Regions from separate parts of the Mus musculus genome. Here all the other regions are linked to region 3. The links are chromatin contacts, called in public Hi-C and HiChIP or PLAC-seq maps. All regions are on one chromosome and are shown on one strand. The core of a region is the stretch at or near the end of the contact, and the rest is flanking DNA. Distances in the headings are between cores, read along the strand shown.

Region 1 (5,106 bases), core at 937-3,436, 160 kb before region 3:
TCTTTCCACAAGGCTACGCCTCCTAAGCCTCCCAAAACAGCACCAGCAACTGGGGATCAATTATTCAAATGCTTAAGAACTGTGGGCACACAGGGTAGGGACATCTCATTCAAACCACTCCAGAGGGCTAGTCTGAGGCTGGGTTGGGATTTGATATAGAGGGGCCACTTTATAGGACAAATGTGAAACTCTATCTAAAAAATACAGTCTGTGTATTAGAGGACAGTAGAACTTAGTCTCCTTTTCCCATGTCACATGCCCCTCTTCCCAGGCAGAGTCTTTTAGACAAGACTCTGGTTGGACCCTTGGGCCAAGTGTGTGCGCCAGTCAGGAACTTGAGCATTCAGAGTCTGGATTCATGGGTTTTCTAGCTTGCTCCCAATAATCAGTAACAGAGGTAAGAAGAAGAGATGTCGGCCATGTGCTTTCACTGTTTCCCTGGGGCAGGAGCCAGGGAGCCTAAGGAATATAAAATGTGATTTACTTAGGCCCGCACAGGGCATCAGTGATATTGACAATACCCACATTCAAGAGCAGGGTCAGTTATGGCAAGAGGTAGCAGACACCAATTCGCCATGCCCTATCTCAGCTCCATCCCCACAGCCGCCACCTGCGTTACCATCAGCCTTAGCTAGACTGTTATTCATCGGAGTTGACTTGAGAGAGTACCTTAGCAGAGATGGTGGCAGAAGGGACACACAGTTCTAGGGCCAGGGTCACTGTGTACTCATCTGCTTACAAGAACTGTAACTTTACGGGAATCACTTCTTTGAGCTTTGAGTTTGTCATTCAGAAGATGGGGTTGGTGACGCAGTCTCCGTTGTGGAAGATCTACTTATAATATAAGTAGCAAGGGTGTTATGGATGTCATCCTGCCTGCTCACCAGAGCTGTGGTAGCGCGGCCTCAGCTGCTGGGTTGGCCATTCATCCATTTAAGCCAATCTCCGTTCACATGTGGGATGATGTAAATACCAGAACACTTAGAGGAGCTCAGGGGAAGAGCAGAGCCTGGTTGGTTAAGCAGTCACTAGGTCTGGTTCCCAGCCCATCAGCCCGAAATGGCAGGTCGGAGCATTCCTGCAGCGTGGGGTTAGGCTTGCCCCCAGGCTGCAAGGAAATGCTGCTCAGCTTTCCACTGCACCCCACAGGGCAAATGAAAACTGAGGACCCCTTCCCCATGCTACCCAGCCCATTGGCACCCATAGTTAACCCTGAGGAGAGTATATTCAAATCTCATGTTTTATCTAAGAAAAAAATCATGTGAACTTTTTGTCTGTCTTAATATAAGATATTTTAAGCTACCAATATCACTCAGGTATCCCGTGAGGAGCCTTTCCACTTGCTGTTTTCTTCTGTTCCATGGCTTCCTGTCAGCTTAAGCTTTGGTGTCACATATGTAAGATGTCAACTAACTTTATACTTTTAATACAGTCCAAGTTACCACTAGCTCAAGTCATGAGAAAGTACCAGGCTGCACTCTCTGTATTCTAGCTTTAAAAATAAAAATAAGAAAGGAAGGAAGAAAGAAAGAGAAAGAAAAAGATTTTTCTTAGGAACAATTTATCATTTAGTTGTAATTTTTAAAATAATCTTAATTGACCACATATGCTATCAAATAAGAGTTGCTCTCCTAGCCTCTGCCTCCCGCCCCTGCTCCCCGCCTCCCTGGGCTCCCTCGTGCGCACATGCGCACTTCACTGCTTTCGGCCAGGATGTCAGAAAATTAATTACACTGCTCCGGGTAGATACCATCACAGGAAAGCCGCCCCAGATTCAAGATAAGATTACGATATAGAAGCTGTTATTTTTAGGGGGAAAGACTACTGCTTCCCAATCTCTTTGCCTCGTTTTCCTAGTTTCTCCCATTTTAATCCTGGCTCCATATTTTCGTAGCCATAACTCATTAGTGGTTTTTAATTTTTCTGAAACTGAAATAGGGTCTGAAAGGGTGGATTTGCCCCCTTTTCCCTCCTTTTTCCCCTCCTCTTTTTTTTTTTTTTTTTTTTTTTTTCCTGGCTAATCGGAGGAACGCAGCCACATCTGAAGCCACTTGGCTCATTATGAATTTCATGGAAACTGATTCTCTGAAAGTGTTTCCATATGTGTGTTCCCAATATATCCCATCCTCTCTAAATGGGAGCACAGACGTGTGCATGGGCTGGAAATGGCTTCAGGATGTGACAGAGCAGTCATATGACTCGCGGCACCGTGGGTGGCCCCTTCTGAAAGACAGGGTGTCCTGGGTGCTGGCCTCCTTCCTGCAGCGGATCTGGTTTCAAAGACTATCCACCCTTCCTTTAAAATGTTCCTAATCAAGGCCTAGCAAGATCGTTCCCCCTCTTCCCGGTCCTCTCTTCCACCCGCACAGCCTTTGGCTCCTTCCTTCTCCTTTGCTCTGGGTCTCTGGATACAAACACACAAGCTCACACATCTTTTACCATCTGTCCCCTTTCCCTTTCACAGAGTGGAAGTATATTATTCCAGCAATATCCTTAAAACTGGGGTGGGTTTAAGGAGTAGTTGCTGTTGCCAGGGTCCCCTGCTCTTGCCTGCTCTCTTTCCTCCAGTGTGACAGACTTTCCTAGCCTTAGGATCGGCTGGTCTGTCTGATTTTGTGAGTAATGCTGTGAAAAGCACAGATTATTACAACATTGAAAACAAATATTTATACTGGAGATTTGAGGCACCGTGTGTGTGTGTGTGTGTGTGTGTGTGTGTGTAACTGCAGAGCTTGTTAGTCATTTCATTGTCTTAAATATTGGCTCTATTTCTCATTCTGATGTTTCCTTTAGCATGGTTTTCTGCACTTCTCCCAAAGGTGTGTTTTTCTAATTATTAGGGGATGAAGTGGAGTCCAGTGTTGTTCTGCTTAGTCATGTTTGGTATGAAGGGACCAATTCAGAGACAACCGATATAAAATCCCTTTAAAATCTCAGTGTGAAGATACAGAGGAATGTTTTATGTGCAATCTAAAATTGATTCTTGGATTATGACTTCTGGAGACCAAACTGCTATCCATTTGCCCAGCAGTACTTGCTTTTCCATTATGTATTGTAGAGGATCTAAAGGAAGGATGGGATGGGAAGAGTCACTTGGAAAAATCCTGCCTTTGAAGCATGAGGATGTGGGTTCAGATCTTAAGCACCCAAAGAAAAGTCAGCTGGGGGGTGGGGGGATACAAACCGGTGGATCCCTCCGCCAACCCAGCCGAATTGATAAGCTCCCTGTTTAGAGAGAGACTCTGTCTCAAAAACATAAGGTGATTGAAAAAGACACTGAAAATCTCTGGGCTCTGCTTGTAAACATGCATATACATACACACTGACACACACACTCACACACACATACCCTGATACACACTGACACACACACACTGACACACACACACTGACACACACACACACTGACACACACACACATACATACACTGACACACACTGACACACACATACATACACTGACACACACACCCCTACACTGACACACACACACATACACGAGAGAAAGGAGGGGAAGGGAAAGGAGACAAACACAAGAGACACACAAGAGAGAGACAAGACACACAACACACACAACACAAGAGAGTTCATTTTCTTAATATGTTCTTCCAAGTTAACAAAATAATGTTTTAAAGTAAACCTTATTATAAAAAACTTTGCAAATAAGTAAAAACCTCACATACCAAGATTAACCAGAGCCAGGGTCTATACAACCCAGTGAGCTTTTATACAGTGAGAATTGGCGTTCAGAATGGAAGCTGTGAATTAGGTTTTACACTTTTATTATTGGATCTATTTTATGCACTTATCTACCATCAAAAATACCAAACCAACCAACCAGACAGACAAACACCCAGGATAGAGTTCGACTTAGAAAAACAACCAGCTTTGTATTCTCTCTTCTAACTCATGTGCATTATCTGCATCTGCCCTTCCTGCTCCCCTGTATATTTACCTTGTCCTGTTTCTCCATGTTTCCTGTAGCCATGTGCACATTTGTTTCCATATATACATATATTATTGGCCATATCCCACTTGTGAGAGACTGAAAATGCAGTTTCTTTTTTGAGATCATGTGATCTTACTTAATAATATGCATCTCATCCATTTTCTTGCAAATTTTAAATTTCACTTTTTAGAGCTAAGTAGTATTCCATTATGTAATATATAAAAATGTGTGTGTATGTATATATATTATTCTATATATGTTAAGTAGTATTCCTATATATATTAAATGTGATATCTATATCTATCTACATTTCATATATATCCGATTTTCATTATCCAGTCACTTGTGGAGGGACAACTAAGGTTGATTCCAGCTCTCTCCTCTAGTGAATAAGGCAACAATTAACACGGAGTATAGCAAGATATGGAATTCTCTGGGTATACACCAAGGGGAGAGAAAAGTAGTTGGGTCATATGGTTGTTCTGTTTTTAGGAGTTTTGTTTTGCTTGTTTTTTAAAGAAGCCTCCAAACTGATTTCCACTATGGCTATGTTAATCTGCTCTTTTTAAAATTACGAAGTAAAAATATCTATCTAAAAACAACATTAATGCCAATGTCCATGTTTTCATTTAAATGGCTTGGTAGTATTTATGGACACAAATATCCCAGGTATGCATGATAAGGAAGTAGTACAGATTTATACACCATGGGAGGTGGGCGTTCTGCTCGTGGTCATGAGTTCTTCAGTTGGTGCTTGCTTTCCTTGCTCTGGGAACCCTGTGTGGGGTAGCCACAGTCAAACTTAGCCGAGAGCCCCAAGTTTGTGACCATCCACAGGAAGCATCCACATCCGGAGGAACAGGACAGGCTATGTAGAAACCAACTGTGCATGCATACAAAGGTTCCTTGTCGTCCCACCTTAGCACAGTAGCCCTGCTGAGTCTCATCAGGTGCCCTTCCCACCACCACTTTCTGTCTTATCAGGTGGCAGAGGAGAGGGGAAGGGGATGGAGAGGGGAGATGTTGGGTCTGTGACCGGAGGACACTTTGGAGTCCCTGTTGTCCCTGACCCTCATGGACTCATAGACTCTTGTGTCTTAACTGTCAAAATTATCTATGTTTCATTCTCTTTAGCTCTTCTTTCCTTTCCTCTTCTT
Region 2 (5,254 bases), core at 661-3,160, 140 kb before region 3:
GACATGTCTAATCTGCTTGCACCCAAGGGCTGCTCACCCCTGCTCACTGCAAGGTGTTCCTCTCCCATGGCTGTCCTCTTCCTTTCCCGGCTTTCTCCTTGGTCTTGGAGTTAAGAGAGGCCAGGTAGGGCTACGAACAGACTCTTCTTTCCTCCCCATCCTCCCTCTGCATCCCGTAAGCCTCTTTGGGACTTCCTAGGTGCTTCTCAGCAGTAGCCGTTCAATCTGGAGACGTTGAGAATGGGAATTTTAAAGGCTGCTCCTCAAAACTTAGATGAGGTGGTGATATAGAGGACAGCAGACAGTGGTGGCAGCGGGGATGTGTATCCAGGCAAACAGGCCTGAAGGGAGGGATGGAGAGGAGAGCACCCATTAGAGGAAACCGAAGTGTACCCTCTCGGGGATGGCATTGGTTTGCCTGAGGTGTGATTCCTGGGTTTTGGGGATGGCCTGGGGAAAGCACTGCTATCCCACAGTTACTAGTTCTTCACGTGGACAGGGATGCAGGATGCTCCTGGAGTTAGAGAAGCACATGGGCAGGGGATACAGGATGCTCCTGGAGTTAGAGAAGCATGATGAACTTGACATTTGAGAAGAAGCAGTTGCTAATTTTTGTAAAGCTTCTTGTGACTCAACCCAGTCCTGTTGGTCAGAATCGCTCAGCCAATCATAAAGCAGAAAGATGCCATTCTGGAAATTTGCTTAACCTTTACTAAGACTTATGTCATTTTCTGACCTTGTCATGATGTCATGTTGGTGTCTGGCCACTTAGCACAGTTGTTTTGTTTTTTTAAAAAACCCTGTTTTATTTATTTACTTTTTTTTTTTTTTAGCATTTTGAATGTTGCTTGCTTCTTTCTGCTCACTTCCATGTATGTGTGCGTGGTGTGCATGTGTATTTGAGTGTGTGTACTTACACATATGTGGGAAGGATGTGCATTGCCTGAGGGGACCAAGGTTGACATATGGAGTCACTTTCAATCACCCTGCACTTTATTCATTGAGACAGGATCTCTCATTTGAACCCAGAAGTCAGAGATGGCTAGTCTGGCTGGCCAGCTTGTCTCAGGGCTCTCCTCTGCCTTCCTTGTATCTACTGGAATAACGGGCAGTCTGCCATACCCAACATGCTTTCATGTGGGTTTTGGGCATGCAAACTCAAGTCAGTCTTTATGATTCTGAGTCAGGGACTTTATCCACCCAGCCATCCCCACAGCTCACTTTTTAAAGGCTATGTGCTCTTACCAGCTCATTTGGTCCTACTCTGAGACACTAGGAAGTGAAGTATCCCACCTGCCATTTTTAAAAAGCAAAAGCAAGCAAGCAAAAACAACATACAGAAAAGATCACCCCCCCCCCCTTCTCTCTCAACAAAATTCTGCTGGAAGACAAAGTGACAAAGGAATGTGACGAGTTAGGACCAGAACAAAAATACAACCAGTCTTCATGTGGCTTTGTATTCTACAGGTCTTAGGAAACTTCTACGGTGTCAGAAGTACTAGAGTTAGCCTGAATGTGGGGGAAGGGTAGAGAAGAGCAGAGCTCAGACATAGTGCACTTAGAGATGGTGTGTTAGGTAGGGGTTCCAAGAGCTTCCAAAGTAGAATCTCACAATGGGTTGATTTAACCATACTACAGATATGTTATTTTAAACCAACCAACCAAAAAACCCCACAAACAAACAAAACCCCAACAACAATAAAAAACCAACCCCCCCCAAAAAAACCCAACAACAACAACAACAACAACAACAACAACAAACCCATGCAGCACCGAACTTACAGGGGCAGGGGTCCTGATGAAATGGTTTAAGGCTTTAAATGTCTCCCTCTGTCATCCTCTCTTCCCTCAGTCAAGTCACTGCCTGGTTTTGGAACACCATCCTTTTCAGCCAGTCAAGCAACTGACTAGTTTCACTTTCTGTCTCTGGGTTCTCCTCATTGTTCTGCCTCCCAAAAAGACATGGGCTCTTGGCCTCTACTGGTCTAACCTTCGGCCTAACTTTTCCATTGGAATTCAATATTTAAGATTATAGACCATGAGGGTCATGATGGCTTTGCCCCTTTGGCAGGGGTTGAGGAAACTTTGGCGGGGGAGAAGGTGGCAGTCTCTGGGCAGAGAAAATGTGTCTGGCTATGACCATATTGTCCTTGGGGCATTGGCAGAGGAGAAATTCTAAGATGACCACGGAAGAGGATTCTCACTGGAATCTTCTAGAACAGGTGGTGCAGAAATTGGCTGGTGGGATCAGTTTGCAGTTCTGAGCCATGGGAGGCAGAGAAGTCTCTAAGGAGGGAGCAAGTGCTGAATCTGACCAAGGAGTTAAGTGGTTAATAGGAACTAGGGCTTTTTATTGGCTAATAAAACCTCTCAAGGATCATACACACACACACACACACACACACACACACACACACACACACATATATATATATATACATATATAAATAAATAAATTATATGGTTCCTTCAGGCTCCTAGTCCAGTGCTCAAAAGCAGAAAAAGACAAAAACAACAACAAAAGCTAGTTCTTTTAAATACCAGCACAGCTCAAGTCTTGTTTACTTTTTCATTTCCGCAGTTGTTAAAAAGAAAGAAAGAAAGAAAGAAAGAAAAAAAAGGCTAGTGCTTCAGATTTATCACTCTGGAGCTCAGGACTAGAGGTTCCTGCCTCCTCAGGAAAGGGAACATAAGCCCAGCCTCTCTGTTTCAGGAGAGGGAGACCCATGGTGGAGACTTTAGGAAGAGGGAGGAAGGACAGACCCTGCATGAGCCACATCTCTGATTCCAAATGCAAATGATCTCTGTCCTTTTATTACCGGGGTACTGTTCTCCCGACAGAGCGGGATGTTCTTATTTTTAATAATAGCCAGACCAGATGCTAACTGCTCCCCAGTGACAGGCTGGATGAGCGAGAATGCAAACAGCTGATTCCTGTTAAGAAGAACACCAAGAGAATAAGCCAGCAACTATGAGAATTCTCTGGAAGCTTTTGCTTTGTAAACCCCTGTTTGGCAGAAAGATCACAGAATCTGAGCTGAAAACACAATGTGTCCCCCCTGCGCCTGCTCCCCGTCCGGCTGCTTACTGGGACCCTGAAGCCTCTTGCTTTGCCATGCAGCCCTGTTCTGAATTATCCAGAGGACAGGCTCCAGGTTCCTCCAGAGGGAGGGTCCAAAGCTCTGGTCCCTTTGACTTTGAATGACTGTAGAAAAAAATATTCATCAGTAGGAGGAACTTTTCACTGGCTCCTTTGCCATAGAAAATAGTAAAATCCTGACCACGAGCCAATTTTTTAAAATGGCATCTTTGTTCCATCTTTCTGACTCCTTCTTCCCCCTGTCAGAGCCCATCAATCTGTCAGATTCTATTTTGTTTTAGCATATGAGCCATTTGCAACAGGCTTTCTTCTTTCCCAATGACCTATCAGAGATAGTATAGAGCTTCTTGTTCTGAGAGGACTCGGGCTACCCTGCTATTATTTCTGGGAGACTGAGGTGCCCGTGGTAGGGGTCTATGGGATTTGGCTCCCAGGGCCATATGGGAGACTCATTCCAACAATCACCTTCAGTGTACTTTGTTGTTTTTCCTGTTTACTTCATACTCAATATCCCTAAGCATCCTTTTATCAACATCCATTCTTGCCATTTGGTGCAGAAAGAGCTCCCAGACCTTTTCCTCCTATGCTGTACTTGACATCCAGGTAGCCCAGATGGTACCCGGGGGAGAGAGAGCTTGGTGATCTAAGATGCTCTTCTCTTGGATGGCTTTGAAAGCCGTTGCTTCAATCTCTCTGCAGTAAGTCAGATCTAGTAGTGGTCACAGAATGCCGTGGGCACCTGCTACTTTTTGTAATGTTTCTTTTGTTTTATCTCAGTTTTCCCAGCGGCCCCCTGAAGAGGTTACAGTGTTTCTCTTCCCAACTTCACTGATAGGAAGCTGGGGTTCAGACTTGTCCCAGGTTACAGGGCTATTAAGTCTCAAGCCTAGATCTGCCTGATTGCAAAGGCAGCGCTCCTAAGTCCCGGATTTGCACACAATCTCCTTTCTCATCTATATAATGGAGGCTATGCGAAGCAAATGAATTAACGAGATACGAAAATGCCCTGCAAGGTGTCTGGCACGTAATAGGTGTAAAATAGAGGGTACCTATTATTACTCATGATAATTAAGATGATTATTTTAAAAAGCATACGAAAAACTTTCAATTAGTTTGAATCACAATAAAGCCAGAGCCACAAGTGGGATTTTTTTTTTATGTACAATTTTAACATTTAAAACATCTGAAAGTGATAGTTTTCTATAGAATTTGAACCCTTTTTCCCCCTTTCCTTTTCCTTTTTTTTCTCTTTCTTTTTCTTTTTCTTTTTCTTTTTCTTTTTCTTTTTCTTTTTCTTTTTCTTGTATGTATGTGTAGTGGTAGGGACCAACCCCAAAGCCTTCTGCTTGCTAGGCATGCACTTCACCCCTGAGCTAATAAATCCCTGATTCAAATCCCTTGCATCTTTTTCCCCCTATCAAACATGAAAACTACTTTTGCAGCAGGCCTCTTACCATAGGCACCGTCCCTAAGCAGCACAGAGCCCTCACATCACACTGGCCAGAAATATTAAGCACATCCACGCTTTCAGAACAACGGAGATTTTGGCCCTAATTTGACCCCAGCTATCTGTGGTCTCTTCCAAGGTTTTCCATTTAGTTTCATATAAACACCGCTACTGGCAAAAAAAAAAAAAAAAAAAAAAAAAAAAAAAGTATTCTTGAACTCCATTTGGCAGTTGTTGGACTCATTTAACAGGAAAGAGAAAGGCCACAGCCAAGAAATCCCTGTCAATCAATTCCAACTCTCTCCAATGAGTGACTGTGCCCCCTTCCCACCCCCGCACCTGCCGAAGGGAATCGCACCTGGTGCCCCTTTCTAAGTCTCTAGGACAGTGCAGTGATGATCTAGATGATCTAGGGCCGGCACTACAGCCAGCAATGGAACCCCTGGGGTGCACTAAGTTTTGCACCAGAGTGTGGGGTGTCTGGGGAAGCCCAGGGATGAGACAGAAGTGCTTCCTTTGAACATAGTGGAGGTCCTCTCTCTCCCTGAGCATCTTAAAACAGTTTCCAGACAACTGTCTAACATCTACTTCATATGGACTTAAGATTTATGATGAGAAGCCAGGATGATCAAAATGACTTCTCTCTCTCTCTCCCTCTCTCTCTCTCTCTCTCTCTCTCTGGGTTTCAGTAAATCTTCATTCATCTC
Region 3 (5,563 bases), core at 302-2,801:
AGAGAAGAGAAGAGAAGAGAAGAGAAAAAGATGTAGAGAAAGGAAGGAAAGAGAAAGAGAGAGAGAGAGAGAGAGAGAAAGGAAGGAAGGAAGGAAGGAAGGAAGGAAGGAAGGAAGGAAGGAGAGAGGAATCCAAATCAACAAGAAGAAAACAAAGCACTCGCCCTCCCCCTAACAAACAAGACTTGGATAACTGTATAACATCTCCTCCATTGAAATGGACAAGCTTCTCCTTGGTACCCTGGGTGGCTTGGAGGATGACATGCGATAGTCATTATTTGAAGTTTTATTTCAGCCCCTTCTTCGGCAAGCAACAAAATGACTATTTGCAGATCATCGTTCACTGAAAGGTCTCTGGTGAGATGTGTTCCCTTGAATCAGGTTTCTATTGCACAAGAGCCCTTCCGGGAGAGTGTAAAAGGCAATGATGGTGTGAGATAGGAGAAACCTTGACCTTTACCGCAAGGTTTAGCCCACTGACTGACAATAAGAATTGAAAATCTCAAAGAGCCTGAGCTGAGTGAATCGTGGCAAGCAACTGTAGGGAGAGGAGATGAGATGAGACTCTTGTTTTGCATCAACACATGTCCAAGGTTAAATTTGAAGTAGCACATGCCCAAGGTTAATGAGCCTATATGTTAAAACAAACAAACAAACAAACAAAAAGTCAAAATCTTGAGAAGAGAAAATAATTGCTGAGTCTGGTGAGACCTGTTTGGGTATTGTAGGTCGAGTGGCATCAGTCGTGGCTACGTGTACTTGACTGTGGATCCTTGTTCCTCTGGCTGTTGTTAACTGGTTGTCTAGTGGGCTGCAATGTACTGCTACTGGGAATATCTGACAGTGTCACAGTCTGGCTTCTTGTCTCCATTTCTTCCACAGGAGAATGGAAATGTTCTGAGTTCTTTAAGTGGCAGAATCCTGTAGGGTTCTGCACATACTTCTACCATTCCATTCACGAAAATCTAATCTTGTTTTTTTTTTAAATGGTTGGCCTAGAAGAATTCATTTTATGCAATTGCAGAGGACAAAAATATGATTCAGAAATAGTAATAATAGTAATAATAATAATAATCAGATGATGAGGGGCTGGGGAGATGGCTCAGTCATCTTGTTTTGAGAAGCATAAAAGCCCAAGTTCAGTACCTAGAATCTTCTAGATTGTCCTCTGGCCACCACACACATGCACGATATGCACTTGCACGTATATACAGGCATACACATGTATATACACACACAGAGACACACACACATACAGAGAAAGAGGGGACTACAATGAATGTGTGAAGTTGGGAAAATTCATAGCCAAGCTCTACTGAGTCTCGTTTGGGTTCTGGTGTTGAACATAATATCCAGGAGGGGGATGCTGTACTATTCCCCCTTACCATATGCCCCTCAGGTCAAATATTCACATTAAGGTTCCCTTGTCCTTGGAAACTATGCACTTGTCAGAGACACAATCACATAGCAAATTCACCGGGAAATTGTGAGCCATGACTCATGGTTTTGTTTGTTCTGCAATTGTGAAATTTTCAAAAATATTTTATTAAGATTGAAACCGAAACTTCACGGGGAGCCCTGAAAGCTTCATAGCAGACTGTTCTCCTGAGCTACCCTGCAACTCTAGTCATGAGATGATGCCTTGGCCATGGAGTTACCCTGCTGTGACTCTGATGTGCCAAGGGAACAGAAAATTGCTAGCCAGAATCCTGCTGAGCCTTGTAGGCACCCGACTATAGGCATCCATTAGTCTAACTGTAGCTTGTCCATAAAGGAAGACTCTTCTCCCAGATCCTTTTTAAATACTGCCCCACATCCAGAATCTAGCTCTCATAGCCGGGTCTGCATCCATGCCATGCCAAGCATCCAAGCCTTTCCCAGCCAGGCACCATGCTCTTGTTGCAAATTGTATTTTCATAGGAACTTTGATTCTGAAAATGTAGTTGGCCCAAATGCTGCCCCGCTCTACCTTCCAGGAAGGAGAGGATGACTTCGTGTGACCTTTGCTCACTAGTGTCTCAGCCCTGCGACCTGAGAACCATTTGATGGAGCTATAAGCATCCAGAGATGTGCCTATGGATCCCCAAATGGACCTAGGAGATCTCTGTCCTCTAGCTAGGTTAAATCCAGGAGCCATCTGCCACAGCCTGAGGCCATTTGGAGAGGCTCTGGAACCCAACTCTATTACCTATCCACTGCTCCTTTAACTTTTCTGTGTCTTAAGATCTTTCTTTAATGTCCTTCATTCTCTTTGTTTCTTACACTCTTTCTGCCTCCTCTTCCTAAGGGTTTTCTGAGCCTTTAGATTTGACGAAGACATCCATTTAGGGCTGAGTGTTCAAAGGTCTCTGCATAATGTCTGGTTGTGGGTCTCTGTATTTTTTCCCATCTGCTGCAGGAGGATGCAGGCTGCATGGTGAAGACGGTTGAACAATGCACTGATCTATGGGTCAATGGAATGCCATTAAAATTATTTTATTGTTATGATTTTTGTCTAGAACAGTAGTAATTAATTTTACTCTAGGTCCATAGGCTGTCTAGTCTCTGGTACTTGGTCACCCAAGCAGTGTCACATATGGGTTCCATCTCATGGGGTGGGCCTTAAGTCAAATAAGTTATTGGTTGGCAACTCCTATAAGCTTTGTGCCACCATTGTCCTGGCTTTCTTGCAGGCAGAACAGCATTGTAGATCAAAGCATTTGTGGTTGAGTTGGTGTTTACGTTTCTATTTGGTAGCTTGCAGAATAGCGTTCTGTACCAAAGACACTAGACTGTAGGTGTGATGTTAGCCTGATTTCTTATATCACTCATGCACCAAGAATGTCACCACCCACAGTGGGCTGGGCTCCCGCACATCAATCATTAATTGGGAGAATAATCTATGGACGTGCATGTGTGGAGATCTAGGTAGAAGAATGTTCTGAATTGAAGTTCTTTCCAGATAACTCTAGTTTGTATCAAGTTGACAAAAACCTACCCAGGACACCTTGATACCACAAAAGTCAGAAGGAACTGTAGCACAATTTCATTGGCAAGACCATGATGTCAGGTGACACCTCCTGAGTGCCTATCATACTAGGGGCCACAACACTTAGTACTTTTACCCAGCTTAGGCCAATGAAATTCCAATGAATTTCTAAAAGTAGCATGATGGTCCATGTTGATTTTCAAACTGACAGCATTAAAAATCACCAAGGAAATGCAGGCATATCTGTGAGAGGCTTTCCAGATTGGGAAATTGGGATGGGAAGATCCACTGGGCATATGAGTGGCACCATTTGTTGGAAGGTCTGGGGCCCCAAGCTGAATAAAAAGGAGACGTGAGCTGAGTATCAGCGTTCAGTTCTTTCTGCTGATGTTTCACACACTCAAATGTAACATTAGAATGTAACATAACGACACTATGTTACAGGTGCCTCAAGCTCTGGTTGCCATGACTCCCCCACCCCACCCCTGCCATGATGGACTGTGTTCCCTTGAACTGGGAAGCCAAATCAAATCTTCCCTTAAGTTGCTTTGGTAAGGTTTGGTTTTTTTTGTTTTTTTGTTTTTGTTTTTGTTTTTGTTTTTGCCACAGCAATAAGAAGAGTGCCTAATACCACTCATCCTTGTATTCTAGAGAAGATGGATCGAGGTGAGCTGTCTCTGCTTATTTCAGTTGAAGCTGGGATTTAAGCCAGTTTGCCCTCAAAGCCGGGATGCTTCTCTTTCTGCCCCCTGGATCTCATAATGAACACTATGACTATTTGTTCCTCAATACTTCGTGGCTGTGTTCTCCAAAAACTACTAAGCTTTAGAAAATATTTTGAAAATCCCCACCAAGGTAGACTGAAGCAACTATACCACACTTTGCTTGAGAATTTCCCCCATGACGGGGATGAGCCCCTTCTCACCAACATCCAGCTCATGAGCTCTTGGCTTGCTTTGAGACCACAGAGCAGGGCAGGTGCCTCTGGTTCCCATGGAAGCTGTGACTTCAGAGGCCTCTCTTCTCAGCCCTTCTCCATCCTCTCCTCTCTGCCCAGGAGAAAGGCTGGCCCTGGGGGATGCTGAGAAACTAGATGCAGGCTTGCCTTTTAAATCAGGAGTCCTTACATCTTCAAAAGGACATTACAAGATAAATAGCGTGTCCATGGCTTCTTATTGAGATGTTGTAAAGGACTCACCCTCTCGTCTTCTTTTTCTTCGAGGATGCAGGGGTGGAGGTGGGTGGGGGTGGGTGGGGGCGGAGGTGAGGGTGGGGGGACTTTCTCTGGGTTTCTCCCTCTAATGCTACACTCTCCTTCAATAGGAAACAGGAAGGGAGAAATCACAGAAGTCGGAAATTCTAATGCACTTTTTCTCTTGTGTCAAAGGCTGAGCAAGCCCCAGTCACTCTCAGAAGATGGTGAGAGATTACAGACCCAGGTGCCAATCTGTATTTGAAGAGAAAGATTTTAAACATCACTGTCAACATGAAAAAGAAAAAAGAAAAAAGAAAAAAGAAAAAAAAAAAAAAAAAGGAAAGGGTGAGGGTGTTGGGCCAGGAAAGCAGAACTCTACTTTTCGTTCTTTTGCAGATGATCTCAGTCCTTGATGTCTAGGAAGGGAGAGGACTGGGGAGGGGCAGGGAAGGGGAAACCTCCTCTGGGTTAAGGAGTCTTTTAAAACTGTTGATCTTGCCAGGTTCCAACTTCCGACAGCAGCTAAAATAGTGTTGTCATTTGCAAGCGGGAAGGGACAATTCCTCAGGTTAAATGCACAGGAAGATCGCAAGGGGCTTTCCTGTACCTGTGCAGGGGCTTGGAGCTGCAACCCAACGAATCACGATGAGTGGAGGGTGCATTTGGGGGTCCTGAAAGGATGAAAAGACACATTTCCTCCCCTCAGAGTCTGCACACTCCCAGTGACTAGCTCAAAGAAAGCTGCCTCTGTGCAACATCCCCCTCTGCTGGATTCTTGTGTGGAACACAGCACCCTATAGCCCCGCTGCTGCCCGGAGAAGCTCAGCTGAGCCTGTCTGTTCATTTACACTCACCTGGGGTTGGCCAAGCTGATATCCCTTGCCAGACCCACTATAGCTTTGCCTGCGATGAACTGTTCTTCATCACTCTACCTAGGAAAGATAAGACACATTTCCCAGTGCTATGTGGGTGCTGGGTAGCATCGAGAGTTAGAACTTCAAAGGACGAGGAGTCTCTCAGAGAGGGAGAGCTGCTCCCTGAAGGCACACAGCTGTGAAGAAAAGAAGCTGGGCAGGGACCTCCTTCTTCTGCCTCTCTCTTTAGAACTCTCTCTTGCGACAGAGGAATTCATAAATGTTCATGGTAGATGAGTTTAGAGCTTTTGGTCGTGGAAATCACAGGACCATGTAGGGACAGGTGGTCCTTCTATCAGGCTCTCGTCCTCTGGCTGTGCATATCAGGGAGGAGGTGATATGGCTTTGATTTCATTGTGGAAACGGAATCAGAGTTGGTCTGGTCTGGAGTCCTCAATAATTCACAGACCATAGGTCAAGTGACATGAGAATACCTCTATATCCTGATCAGTCCTATGGCCTGAAACCTCTATAAAAGTGGCTGTG
Region 4 (4,991 bases), core at 915-3,414, 200 kb before region 3:
AAGGCAGGAGTCCCAGCATTTGGGGTAGGCCGAATGTGGGACATAAGGACTAAGGAAAATATCTAAGCTCTTGACTGCAAGCGTCTGAGTGGCCAGTGATGTTCATTGACATTAGGGACTATATTGGAGCAATAGGCTGTTTTGGAGTATGACTCAAGGGTTCCGTTTTGAGTCTATGCATTTAAGACACCTGTGATACACCCTAAGGGATCCCTCAAGGAGGCAATGGGAGAGAGAAACCTAGGACTCAGGACAGAAGGTGGGGCTCCATCTAGAAGTTGAGGAGTCATTGGTGTGAAGGTGGGGCTTATGCTGGATCTCAGACAATCTTGGGCAGTGGTTTTTCTGGCCCCGCCTTTGTATTAGATGACAGGGAGCTTTAGGAAGATAACTTTCCTCCATCCACTCCGGGACCTGGGTGCTCATATCTTTCAGAGCTTGAGGGAGTCTTTTCCTATTCAGCCGGTCCAGAAGGATGACCGACTTATGGAGAAAGAAGCTTCAGCTAGAGGGGAGGCTCCAGGATGTGCTTTCACACAGCACCCCTCCCCCCATAGCTATGTGTGATTTGAGCACATGTTTTCATGAGTGTGTAGAGGCAGGTGTTCGTGTGTGTGTGTGTGTGTGTGTGTGTGTGTGTGTGTAGAAGCTTGAGGTTAACATCAGAATCCTTCCTCAGTTGCTGTCCACCTTATTCACTGAAGCAGAGTCTCTCACTGGTACCCAGAGCTCACTGGTATGGGGTAGTCTTGCTACCCAGTCTGTTCTGGAGATCCCCTGTCTGTCCCTTCTGAGTGCTGGGATTAGGTGAGCCCTATGCTTACCCACACTTGCTGGGTTCTGGGGATCCGAACTCTGGTCCTGTTGCTTGCATGGCAGGTGGGTGCTTATCTTCAGATCCTAGAGTCTTTCCTCTAGACTTTTTCCCCCTAGAGTAGTAACATAAAAATTGCCCACTCTCTGCATCTGCCTGCTGCTTGGCATAGCTCCTCTTAAGGAGCAAGTAAGGTTTAGTCCTCCAAACAGCAGGACCAGTCACCCTGTCCTTGTCTCAGTGTGTGACTCTGTTGTGTCCTGTGTTCTTAGTTCTGGAGGGATTGCCTGGTGCTGATGACTGCAGCATGTCTTTTAGCCTGTCATTTGAGTGCCCCGTGATGTGGTTTAGCGGCAGCCACTATTCGTCATGGTTGAAAGATGAAGAACCTATTTGGCTTTTGTTTAGCATTGTACTGTAAGGATCTTGTAGTGGTTGTGATGGTTTCTAGAAGAGGATAGAGAAACACAGAAAATCCATATGCTTTTCTATATTGGTATCCTCTGAAAGATACGCTATACATTATTCTAGGTTGTCTGCACATCTGAGGTAGCTGTCTTTGAGGATAACTCTAATGAAAAAAAATCGTTGGGCCTTTAAAAATTTCACCTGCTCTTTACATTTTTCACACCCAAGGACTATTCAAAGTCCTTTCCTCTTGTCTGCATTCTCCTAATAGGACCAGCACTGGGCTAAGAGTAAATAAAGATGTGCCCATATATTGTACATGCTGAACACACAGTGTGGTCTATATGAGTCCATGTAAGATTGAACAGCCTTCTCTTTAGCCTTCAGGGAAGTTACCACTCCATTCCAGAAAGTGGCTCCAAAAGCTTTTAATAGGTATGTCAGTGTGTGTGTGTGTGTGTGTGTGTGTGTGAGAGAGAGAGAGAGAGAGAGAGAGAGAGACAGACAGACAGACAGACAGAGACAGAGAGAGAGACAGACAGACAGAGACAGAGAGAGAGACAGAGAGAGACAGACAGACAGACAGACAGACAGAGACAGAGAGACAGAGAGAGAGACAGAGAAAGAGAGAGATCAGAAAAGAAAGAAGAGGAGGAAAGATATTCTATACATCTGACTATAACAAGTCTTTGTATAATAATTCCCTGATTGTGAAACTAGTTAGAGCCAGGGAGCTATACAAAGACAGTCTGCTACAGCCATTTATTTATTAAGAGAATGGGTGAGTTATTGTGATTGAATTTTAGCTATTCTTTCAGCTTAGGTTGAAAACTAGTCTTGACACCTCGCTGAGCTTACTTCTGAAGTGTTCTAGCTACACTGAGTGACCCGAGGCAGCTCAGAGAGGAAGACAGAAAGCCAGCATTGATGAGACCTCATGATGACTAGGAAGCTCACGTCCTACATGTAACAGCTGTAAAGCGGTGCTGGCCAAGCTAGTTAAGAGTTGAGGGTCATGGCCTAGGTGCCCCGCCTGGGCAGACTTTGGCCACTTCACCTATGAATAATTTATTCGTTTGGGTCTAGAGGCTTTTTTGGGTCACCTCTAAAGACCTTTAGGTGTGTAAAATCTATTTGCAATCTGTATAAACTGGGGGAAAATGACAATTAACAACGGATTTCCTTTGTTTTTTTCCTGATCATGTTTTCAACTAGGTCTAGTCCTTCTGTTACATCCACTGCCCAAAACACACACTGGCAGGAAGTAGGAGGTGGGTGCATTTCAGTTAATGGGCCCAGTTGGAACATGCTTGGCTGTGGAGACAGCTACACTCATATTACCAAGCCTTGGCTTCCTGTCTGTTTTCTTTGGGCTGGGTAGGCAATGAAAAGGGAGACAGGAAAATACATTTTGGGGCAAATAAAATAAGGAATTTGTCTTATGAAGACAGCTTATAGCTAGGGAATTCTAATGCTCAACTTAACCCTCTCCTGACATATTTGTCTCCCTTGTGCTGAATGTAGGGGAAGGTAAGGTGTCACAGCACTTAAGGCCATGACAGATACCCATTCCCGACAGAGGCTATTCATAATCCATGCTCAGGGTTTTTTCTTAGATGAGTAATAATCAGGTTCCCTGAGTTTTGCTTCAGAACGCATCTTCTCATTCAGTCATCATTCCCATACCATGCCTTGCATCAGTTCCCGTTGTTTGAGCACACATTCTAAAGTGCTGAGCAGCAGATAGGGCTCCCCAGCACAGCAACCCTCTCCTGTTAGGTGCACAGCCACACATGGTCACAGCACCAAGACACTGCCACATCCCTTATAGTAGATGAGTTTGTGACTTTTGAAGATGTTTCAGTACTTGATCTATTTTTAATTTGCACATTTCTTTAATACCCAGATTTCCTTTGCTGTATAACTTGAATAAACCAGAAGAAAGAAAAGGTCTGTCTGTCTGCCTATCTGTTTCTCTATTTCTCTCTCCTCCTTCCCTCTTCACTCCTCTTTTCTCTCTCTCCTCCTTCCCTCCCTTCCTCCCCCCCTCCATCCTTCCCCCCCCCCCCCCCGTCTTTCTCTCCCTCTCTCCCTCCCTCTCATAATGGGTGACCACATTCACAGTCACCTATTTGGCCCAACACCACTTTCCACTTTCTTGCATAAAGCTACAGTGGTAGATTTAAAAGAAAACATATTCTATGTGATTTAATGGGGTGTATTATACGCGTTTGGGCTTTAGCACATCTCAAAATCCCCAGATCTGTCCGTTTTGAAAATCTGATTTTCTTTGTCAGATTTCTTTTCTGACTTTCTTTGTATTTGTATTTGTATTTCTTTTCTTTTTATGTTTCTCCCTCCCTTCTATCTCCCCCCCCCATTTTCTGCCCCTTTTCCTTTTGCCTTCCTTCTTCCTTTCTGTTTCCCTTTTTTGAGTTTTAACTTTTCAGCAAGGAATAAGTAGCTAGCTGCACCACAAAAAGAAAACAGATCACTAGAGACACTATGGAAATCTGCCTTCCAAAAAGCGTTTGCCCGTGTTCCTGCCCTGGGTTTGTGAGAATGTAGCTGACTCCCTGAGCTTTCAGACGGGGCTCCCCATTGTGAAGCGAGAAGGGATTCCCCAGAGCACTCAGTCTTCCCATCCTCTTATTGCAGGGCTAGAGGAGGCACCCCGAGAGTTCCTCTTGAACCCTTGATTCAGGTCACTCTTGGGACCCTCAGTCCCCGCATACAGATAGAATTAGGAAGGTCTGTCACCCTACGATGCTTGAAGAGCAGCTTGCATAGACGGATCATAATAAATATCAGTGTTGATAATTCCTTGGCTTAAACCACCCAGTATGTATGTTACACATATCTATATAGCACGATCAATTGTTCAGCTAATTAATGTGCTTTTATTTTATGATTTGCTGTTTCCAGGGCACAGACAGAAGCTTGATGACTCTAAACCTAGTTTGTTCTCTGATCGCCTCAGTGATTTAGGGCGCATTCCTCATCCCAGTATGAGAGTAGGTGTCCCGCCTCAGAACCCACGGCCCTCCCTGAACTCTGCACCAAGTCCTTTTAATCCACAAGGACAGAGTCAGATTACAGGTAAGACAGACGCATAGGTTTCACTTGGAGTCTGGCAGGCTGGGGGTGAGGGGCTACCAGATAAGATGTGTTCATTTCGTGACTTCCAGAGCTGCGATCGGCTCGTGAAAAACTTAAGATGCGAAGATACTGATTTCTTCCTTTTATTAAGACCGTTTTGACATTTGATAACTTGGGGATGAAAATGAAGGTTTCTGCTAATGTTGGGCTTTACAGCTGTGTCGTGTACACTGTGGCGGGGTGGGAAGAGCTGTGCTGTGGGAGAATGTGTGATATAAATTCTATATTGTATCCAGCTGGTGCAGGGGACAGCATCACACCCTGACCATTGGAAGATTAGTGTTGCCGACTCGGATTTGAGTGTAAATTTCTTACACATATAACAGTTTCATTTAGTTTGCTTCAAAAATAGCCAAGGGCTAACAGGAAGCCTTGATTGGTAGTTAGAGGCAGGGTCAGTGAATAGTTCTTCAGGCAGACAGAACCCATTTTGGATTCATAATTAGCTCCGGTTCTCCACACTGCATTTCTGCTTATATGTTTCAGTGCGCAGGTCACTTTGTTTCTTCTTAACACCAGCATCAGGTCATAACTGGCTATGATGCATTAAGATCCCAGCTCTTTTTGGTTTTCTACCCAACTGGTACAAATACAGACCTTACTTTAGGAT

What was found. Hi-C and Micro-C count contacts between places; a contact is called where the count stands out from the background. HiChIP or PLAC-seq counts read pairs in DNA pulled down with a chosen protein or histone mark.
Region 1: a FOXA1 HiChIP or PLAC-seq map of pancreatic cancer cells shows a contact between it and region 3. The contact joins two enhancer-like sites. A contact is called at or near these places in 1 of 15 datasets of contacts at CTCF or cohesin (CD8 T cells), 24 of 484 Hi-C or Micro-C datasets (CD8 T cells, CD8 central memory T cells, the CH12 cell line and 16 more) and 9 of 115 datasets of contacts at active chromatin or transcription factors (CD8 T cells, bone marrow-derived dendritic cells, bone marrow-derived macrophages and 6 more).
Region 2: a contact with region 3 is called in a BATF HiChIP or PLAC-seq map of CD8 T cells, with 8 read pairs. The contact joins two enhancer-like sites. A contact is called at or near these places in 2 of 15 datasets of contacts at CTCF or cohesin (both in the NIH/3T3 cell line), 22 of 484 Hi-C or Micro-C datasets (the C2C12 cell line, CD8 central memory T cells, the CH12 cell line and 17 more) and 6 of 115 datasets of contacts at active chromatin or transcription factors (CD8 T cells, effector CD8 T cells, embryonic fibroblasts and 3 more).
Region 4: a contact with region 3 is called in a Hi-C map of CD8 T cells, with 6 times the contacts expected there. The contact joins two enhancer-like sites. A contact is called at or near these places in 1 of 15 datasets of contacts at CTCF or cohesin (pro-B cells), 10 of 484 Hi-C or Micro-C datasets (the C2C12 cell line, CD8 T cells, Th1 cells and 5 more), 10 of 115 datasets of contacts at active chromatin or transcription factors (CD8 T cells, the HPC-7 cell line, Th17 cells and 7 more) and 2 of 9 other capture datasets (bone marrow-derived macrophages and embryonic stem cells).

Annotation. Positions count from the first base shown.
Region 1 is chr17:44,615,486-44,620,591 of GRCm38.p6, reverse strand. The region is part of intron 5 of Runx2 (runt related transcription factor 2); the gene reads left to right. Among named protein-coding and RNA genes, the nearest start is that of Runx2os3, 56 kb to the right of the region's middle. RefSeq lists an enhancer at 948-2,872. Within about 2 kb of position 2,186, at least 76 of the 459 cell types and tissues checked have an H3K27ac peak or open chromatin away from gene starts, as enhancers often do. A contact at or near this core is called in a colorectal cancer cell line and pancreatic cancer cells, where this site is marked.
Region 2 is chr17:44,595,952-44,601,205 of GRCm38.p6, reverse strand. It overlaps a transcript of Runx2 not described here. Among named protein-coding and RNA genes, the nearest start is that of Runx2os3, 37 kb to the right of the region's middle. Within about 2 kb of position 1,910, at least 45 of the 459 cell types and tissues checked have an H3K27ac peak or open chromatin away from gene starts, as enhancers often do. A contact at or near this core is called in CD8 T cells, the NIH/3T3 cell line, Th1 cells and 1 more, where this site is marked.
Region 3 is chr17:44,455,224-44,460,786 of GRCm38.p6, reverse strand. No RefSeq gene overlaps it. Among named protein-coding and RNA genes, the nearest start is that of Runx2os3, 100 kb to the left of the region's middle. Within about 2 kb of position 1,551, at least 43 of the 459 cell types and tissues checked have an H3K27ac peak or open chromatin away from gene starts, as enhancers often do. A contact at or near this core is called in CD8 T cells, the NIH/3T3 cell line, Th1 cells and 4 more, where this site is marked.
Region 4 is chr17:44,657,849-44,662,839 of GRCm38.p6, reverse strand. It overlaps Runx2 (runt related transcription factor 2), which reads left to right. Exons shown (of 7, transcript NM_001145920.2): 4 at 4,148-4,321. Among named protein-coding and RNA genes, the nearest start is that of Runx2, 76 kb to the left of the region's middle. Within about 2 kb of position 2,164, at least 27 of the 459 cell types and tissues checked have an H3K27ac peak or open chromatin away from gene starts, as enhancers often do. A contact at or near this core is called in CD8 T cells, memory CD8 T cells and muscle stem cells, where this site is marked.